Regions from separate parts of the Canis lupus genome. Here region 2 is linked to region 1. Evidence: chromatin contacts called from public Hi-C data. All regions are on one chromosome and are shown on one strand. Each heading gives the region's core, a stretch centred on a gene start, on an enhancer-like site or on the middle of the called end of the contact. The rest is flanking DNA. Distances are from core to core; before and after follow the strand shown. Region 1 overlaps LOC119872265 (a long non-coding RNA gene). Region 2 overlaps ABCA4 (ATP binding cassette subfamily A member 4).

Region 1 (3,607 bases), core at 111-2,610:
TCCCTCTGCCTGTGCTCCCACTGTGCCAGCACAGAACGGTGGTTGGACCATCATCTCTTCCCTCTTGCCTTCTTCTTCCCCTTCCCTTTTCTGCTCTTCCCATCTCAGCATGACAAAATTGGGACTCTGGCCTAGACTTCAGGGCTCGTTACTTCCTTACTGTTCTTAAGCCTGTACTTTACATAAGTATGAAAGAGAGAAAGTGAAATAACAATTTCCAAGGAATTATCACTCTTTGAATAGTCTTATTGGGACATCTGAAGGACCTCAAGTTCCTTTTCTCTGGGGTGGTTGGCTCACGCTCTCAAAAGTCATGCGCAGGAGCCCTTTGGAACGTGTGTCCCTTGGCAGATTCTTCCCTCCCCCTGGGGGAGGCCAGCGGCCCTGGGGGCGGGGAGGGTGCGCTGCAGGTGCAGGAGGCTCCCCACGCTCCACCCCGCCTCCGCCTCCAGGGACTGGCCCTCCCGGGGAGGAGACCGGGACTGGGACAGAAGACCCTGTGCGTCATTAATTTTTTTTTTTAAGTACCTAAAACCTACTTTGAGCTTTTCTTTACCAAAGCCCAGCACTAGAAAGCCCTGCTGCCATGCTCTCAGGGCCGTCTCTCATTTGCTCAGGTGTAAACTTGGAAAAGAAACCAGGAGTCGCCAAAGCAGCCCCGCCTTCGATAACCCGTCAAAGCAGGGAATTGGGGCTCTTTGCAGCAGATCCCAGGAACCCCATTTCCCTCCTATATGATGGGGCTGCCAAATTGCAACCAGTGAAGCGTAATCTTAAAAGGTGATTTTCTTTTTTTTTTTATATTTTTTAATTTTTATTTATTTATGATAGTCACAGAGAGAGAAAGAGAGGCAGAGACACAGGCAGAGGGAGAAGCAGGCTCCATGCAGAGAGAGAAAGAGAGGCAGAGACACAGGCAGAGGGAGAAGCAGGCTCCATGCACCAGGAGCCCGACGTGGGAATTGATCCTGGGTCTCCAGGATCTGGCCCTGGGCAAAGGCAGGCGCCAAACCACTGCGCCACCCAGGGATCCCCTTAAAAGGTAATTTTCATTAAAACTTTAATAGAAACAGAAAATTTTTCTCCAGTTCTTCTATGAGTAGGATCTAGAACAGAGAAAGAAAAGATTTGGTGTATGTTGAATTGAAATGTTGTACTTGACTCCGTGTGTTGTATTTTTGTTCCAATTATATAGAGCTGTGTGTTAATTTTCATCTAATTTAAAGAACCAGAGGAGGAACTGGCCCCTTAGGTTTTCAAAAGGAATCTTTTGGCACCATCTTGTGACTATTTATGGTACAATTTAACCAAAACCAAAAGCGGTCTTCTGGAACTCTCTTGTGGCGCCTCATGGAACTGAGAAAAAAGTGACAGCTACGAATAATGCTTCTTGTCTCAGATATCATGAAGATTTTCGTTCCTTCTGCTGTTATAAATATTAGCGACTCGCTGAAGAGTCACAGTACGGCCACACTCATTATTCTCTTTGTGTAAATTTGAAACACAGCACAACAATAAAGTTTCATTTTAACCTCAAAGATGGAAAAAAGGGGAATCTCTCCAACATTTTAACATTTGTTAAGAACCACAAAAATTTATCAGTCCGGGGTGCCTGGGTGGCTCAGCCTGCTAAGCAGCTGCCTACACCTCAGATTGTTAACCCCCTAGGTCCCGGGATCCCTGGGTCCTGGGATCCTTCAGCTTGGGCTCTTCACTCAGCAGGGAGCCTGTTTCTCCTTCTCCCTCTGCTCCTCCCCCTTCATGCTCACTCACTCTCTCTCAAAGAAATAAATAAAATCTTAAAAAAAAAAAAAAAAAAGACCAAAGAAAATATAAACTGTCCTGGTGCTATACTCATGCAGCAGAACCACGAACATGGAAATGCCCGCCCATCCTGGTAAGCTTATTGTGCTTTCTAATCTCCTCAGGTGTGCCGATAGTTAATTTTCACAACAGCCCTAAGAGGTAGGACTCTATTATAATTGTCATCCCCCACTGAGAAAACTGAAGCACAGAAAGGCAATTGACTGCGAAAGGCCAATGACCAGCGAGTGCCAGAGCTGGGATGCATCCAGGCCATTCCCTCACAGCCCACATCCCTCACCCCTACCTCACAGTGCCTCTAGCTCTACTAGGACTCCCCAGTATGTGATTTCAGTGACTGTTAGTGTTCTGTGTTAATCTTCACTGTTATGATAGCCTTTGAGCAATGCCACCTAAGTGCTTATTAAATGGTGGTGGCAGTGTCAGTCCTGAGAAAAGTGTTTGAAAATACTCTGTGGACATGGACTTAAGTTGTGCGAAAAGTTGAGGTGCAATGCAAGACATCAGCAAAGTCTCATTTTAACCTCAAAAATGGAAATAAAGGAGATCCCACTGCATTTTCTACATTTGCTAAGAACCACAACATTCTAAGCTGGCCAGCCAAACAAGTGCATAATGTTTGTGCTGTTAATATAGGAGAGACTTTTCAGGATTGCCCAGCCTTGACACTATGGACATTTGGGGCCTGATAATTCTTTGTTGTTGAGGGCTCTCCTGTGCATTGTAGGATATTTAGCAGCATCCCTATGAATAGATGCCAGTTGTGACAATAGTCCATTGAAGGAAAGCAAGAGTTCAGGGTGATGATGGTTTCTTATTGGCCAAGTTGTGGTATTTTCTTATCAGCTGAGCTTGTTGCCAGGCAAGAAGAAACACTTCCTTCCTCCTGCTGGAGTAGTAAAGTAGTCTTCTTCTTGTTGGATATGTAAGTAAATCTCTTCCTGTTGGGGTCTGCAACTGACCATGAGTGATGAGGTGTGAGAACTCCTTGCAGCCTTTGGTCCATCTTAGGAGGTTTCCCTTATTCAGTTTCATTAGTTTTATTTAAGATGATTTCTGGGACACCTGGCTGGATCAGTCAGTTGGACATCTGCCTTTGGCTCAGGTCATGATCCTGGGTTCCTGAAATTGAGCCCCATGTCAGGCTTAATGATTTCTGTGTCAAGGTTTTTATATCCTCATCCAAGGCCTTGGATGAAAATGGGGCTTGACTTTGACAAATCCATTGCAACTCACTTCTCCACTTTGAGATAGAATGAAATGTCTAGATCCTAATACACTTGTGCCCCAAATATCTTCCCTTCCTTAAAAGTTTACTTTCCTCTTTAAGTATATGGAAAGGTTTTGTCTGTATTCCACCTGAGTTGTCTATCAAGAACTGTTTTTTAGTGTTTGTGCTTCTTCCTCTGCTCATGGCTGCTCCAGGCCTTGAATTCCTAGGCATGAGTTCTACCAGAAGGCTCTTCCACCTGCACCAGAGGAGGAGTGAGTGTGGGGCAGGCCACACTTCGGTTATTATACATTCCCTTTATTTTCTAGTAATAAATATTTGCAAGTGTTATATCCTCTGGTTAGATCGACCTGTTTATCATTAAATACTACCTATCTTTGTCACTTATTACAGTCTTTGTTTTAAGGTCTATTTTGTGTTGGGGCGCCTGGGTGGCTCAGTCTGTTAAGTGTCCGACTATGGATTTCTGCTCAAGTCATGATCTCAAGGTTGTGAGATGGAGCCCATCTCTGTGCTGGGTGTGGAGCCTACTTAAGATTTTCTTTCTCCCTC
Region 2 (3,986 bases), core at 234-2,733, 280 kb before region 1:
TGCCACCTGATTTGGAAGATTGGATTAATAAATTTAGAAAAATACTCACAAGGTTTGACTCTCATATACCATTATTTCTTACTCCACTGGTTTTTCCCTTCATTTAAATCAGTGACAAAATATCAGGCCAGGTAGGTTAATAAACTTTAAAAAATTCTATTTGGGGGGCCCCTAGCTGGATCCATCAGCAGAGCACATGACTCTTAAACCAAGGGTCATGAGTTTAAGGCCCACATTGGGTGTGGAACTGACTAAAAATAAAATCAATAAATAAAAATAAAATAAAAGTTTTATTTTTTAGTGTAAATCATCTATAGACCTATAGACGGAATCACCCAAAATCCTTTAAAAAGTCTCTACAGGAGCCAAAGAAAAGAGGATATAAATGCATTGACAGAGAGGTCTAATACATATAACTAAGTAAAAAAAATTGAAGTTACAGAGCAGTATGTATAATACGATCATACTTATGTTAGCACATATATATAACAAATTATATTTTATACATACACACACACACACACACACACATATATATATGTAACTACAAAGCTCTCACAAAATATCCACCAAATGCTTAAAGAAGTTAGTACTTCAGGGATGGAGCTGGATAAGGGGCAGGGATGAAGGGAAAGGGTGATTTTAGCCTTTTTTGTATTATCTGAATTTATACATAGCAAAATGTATTAATCTGTAACCTGTGGACTGACGTAAAAGTCAGAGTTGACTTGTTTTTTTCTAAATTCTTAGAAGCCCCTGAGAAGTGGTGGAAAGACTAATGAACTAGGAGTTAGGAGACCTGAGTTTGAATCCTGACTCTTACTTGATGCATAAATTGGGCTAAGTGACTCACTCAGTCTAAATCTAGTTTTTATATCTGTAAAATGAAAGTGAAAATATCTCACAGGGTTGTTCTGAAGATTATATGAGCTAACATGTAAATGTGCTCTAAGAACTACTCACTGCAAGTCATTAGTTATGCCGAAGCTATAGTTTATCATCACCAATTAATGTTCATGTGTAGAACATGTTGTTGGACATAAAGAGAGAGCCTAGAGGACTGTTGGTTGGTCCCCAGCTGCTTTCTTGACCCTCCTAGAGTCCCCTAGCACAAGCGCAGCTGCAAAGGGAGTTGGGTCAGCCCAGTCATCCTTTCACCCAATACTCATGGGCACCTGCAATGCAGCACTCTGGCTTTGTAGGCTCACTGATGACCTAGTGTCAGAGTCCCAGTTCTCCTGCCTCCTCTCTCTCATCTGGGCTCAGATTTTTTTTTTTTTTTAAGATTTTAACATTTATTTTAGAGAGACAGTGAGAGAGTCCAAGCAGCGGGAGGGGCAGGAGATAGAGAGAAGAAGCAGACTCCCTCTAAGTGGACAGCCCAACGTGGGGCTCTAGATCCCACAAGACCCTGAGATCATGACACCAGCTGAAACCAAGAGTCAGACGCTTAACTGACTGAGCCACCATGGTGCCCCGAGGGTTCAGATTTGGTGTGTGTGTGGCTCGCCCTCCCTCTGGTGAGATCCCTGCTGCCTTTCCCCAGGTCTATCCCATAAGCTTTGCTCTCTTTCTGATGCCCCATCCAGACCGGAGCCCACTGCCCAGGCAAGAGCTGAGGGCAAGAACTGTTTGTTCCTGGCTTTCTGCTGCCCTCTAGTGGTCACTGGCTGTGAGCCACACCCTCAGAAGCGGCAATGACCCTTCTGGTACCTTGAAACTTGCGCCCCCAATGGATAGCAAGTTCCTCCAGACTGGAGATAAGATCAGAAACTGTCATCTCTAAAACTGAGCCAATTAAAAAATGCATTTAGCCATCTGAAAAATGGGAGCAGTGAGAGTATGGACTTGGTCCTATATTTGAGAGCTAAAACCAGGGAGTAAAACTCAGAAGCCTGAGTGACTTTAAGGCAAGTCATCCAATCTGTGTAAACTCAGTTTTTCCCAGAAGGGGCTAACCTGTGCCTTAACAGCTCCATGAGATTATAGTGACAAAACAATGGATGTTAAGTGCTCCATGAAATATAAAGGGTTAAACAAGTTTGAGGTAAAAGATGATTTGTAAATGTTGACATTAGGATTTTGCTAAATCTCAATCAGAAATCACAGGCTGTGTTAACACTCGGCATGTATTAACTCATTTAATTCTCTCAACAATCCTAAAAGGTGGGTACTATTATCTACCCCATTTTGGAGATGAGGAATTTGAAGTAAAAAAGGACTCAGTATTTCCCCAAAGCTACTCAGTTAGCAAATTGTGAGGCAAATTATGGGGATCCACCTTATTCTAGCAGCTACACTCTTAGCTTCTACCCCTGCATGTCTCTTTGGAACTTCCTATTCTGTGCCAGGACTGATCAGTCTTCTGATGTGTTACTTATTTTCCTGATAAGACCTAATTATTAAGGAGTATTCTGTGCAGATAAAAGCCCCAACTCTTGAAACCGTCATATAGCATCCAATATAAATTTGCATATTTTCATTGTGGCCTTGGTTACTGTAAGTCTTTGTCTTTGGGTGACCTGGGACAACTCAGTTGCTGTATCTGCAAAGCTGGAAAGAACAGCTGCGCCCTTTGGTGAGCTGCTCCCACCCTCTCCGGCAGACTGCCCTTCCCTCTCATTCTGCCAGGATGCCCAACTCTTCTGGCCACTGCATGACCACCTGGACCATGCAGCGCATTTGGGCTGGTATATTTGACCACTGGTAGTTCTAGGCATAAGCTGGTAAGCAGACTTCTGGGACCACTTACGAAGCAAGATGAAAACCATACTATCTTAAGAGTTGGCATCAGAAACTTCACAGGAAGGAAACAGTCTTTGCTGTGCTCTACTGTACTGGGCAGAGAGAGGTAACCAATAGGCGGAGCCCAAGGCATCAAAGGAGAATGTCCATGCAGCTCTGCCCATGAACAGGACAGAGGAAAACACAATGGAGACGGGGGAGCCAGATAGAGGATTTTAGTGTGGCTGGATGCCTATTATTCAATCAGAAGTGGCTTGTGTCATGGCAGGTAATCCTGCCTACTTGTCCATCTCCCTATCCCCTAGCCTCCATAGTAACTTCTCTTATGAACACTTTGTGTGGCTCTGGGGTTTTAGTAGAGATCACAGAAGGGGCAAGTTGGTGCCCAGGCTCACACATATAGAAGAGAGGTCCCCAAATCCACAGAAATTATGGATTTGCAAATTTCCATCAGGCACTAAATGAAGGCTCAGAATAATTTTATCTCTGCCTCAAAGAGGCCAGAAGATCTCAGTTGGCATCTGGGTTGCATTCACGATCGCTATTATCTCTAGGGACTCTGGGCTGTCATTCATGCAGACAGGAGTGGATCAGAAGCCTGGTGGAGATAAGAGGAGCAGATAAGGATGGTGACAGGGCAAGTATAGGAGACCCGAAAGTGGGATAAGAAGCTTAGGAGTGGCAAAGTTCCCAGCCTGAACTCCTTAAGAATCCTCATTCATCTAGAGTCTTTTCATGCAGACCTAATTCCAATTTGTCATTCTTTCGTCATTTAAAGGAACCAAGAATGCAAAATGTGTTACTCAGGGGTTTGGTAAATACTGTGAAGGAGTATTTGCCTGCTTTGTTGTTTCATGAAATTTTCCTTAGATTTTTCAATACAGAGCTTGGGGAGTGTGATGAGGGAACACACTCTGGAACCATACCAGCAAACAGAGGTCCTGAATCAGAATCCTCCGTGACCTTCAGAAAAATCTGTCAAGAAGGGAAAAAGAGAAAATTTGGTTTAGACATTCCATTCTCAGAAAAAAAACTAACCCAACTTCAATTTTGTTGGGTACTGCTTCATAATGGAAGGAAAATACATTGCGATTTATCTAAGAACATAGTCTTCTATAAATATAAAAGTATATGCACACGGTGACCACAACTATGTAAAATTTGTTTCTGTATAGACAAAGGCATGAGGAAATGAACCAAAAATGAAGACAGTTGCTATGCTTGGGTGGGGAATTATGGCT

The links. A called contact is a pair of places that touch in the nucleus more often than the background predicts.
Region 2: a Hi-C map of blood shows a contact between it and region 1, with 5 times the contacts expected there. The contact joins two enhancer-like sites. A contact is called at or near these places in 3 of 9 Hi-C or Micro-C datasets (amygdala, blood and liver).

What each region holds. Positions count from the first base shown.
Region 1 is chr6:55,356,839-55,360,445 of UU_Cfam_GSD_1.0, reverse strand. LOC119872265 (a long non-coding RNA gene) reads left to right here. Exons shown (of 4, transcript XR_005361203.1): 4 at 1-904. Among named protein-coding and RNA genes, the nearest start is that of ABCD3, 48 kb to the right of the region's middle. Within about 2 kb of position 1,360, at least 3 of the 20 cell types and tissues checked have an H3K27ac peak or open chromatin away from gene starts, as enhancers often do. A contact at or near this core is called in blood, where this site is marked.
Region 2 is chr6:55,632,873-55,636,858 of UU_Cfam_GSD_1.0, reverse strand. ABCA4 (ATP binding cassette subfamily A member 4) reads right to left here. Exons shown (of 51, transcript NM_001003360.2): 26 at 3,672-3,720; 27 at 1-6. Among named protein-coding and RNA genes, the nearest start is that of GCLM, 81 kb to the left of the region's middle. Within about 2 kb of position 1,483, at least 3 of the 20 cell types and tissues checked have an H3K27ac peak or open chromatin away from gene starts, as enhancers often do. A contact at or near this core is called in blood, where this site is marked.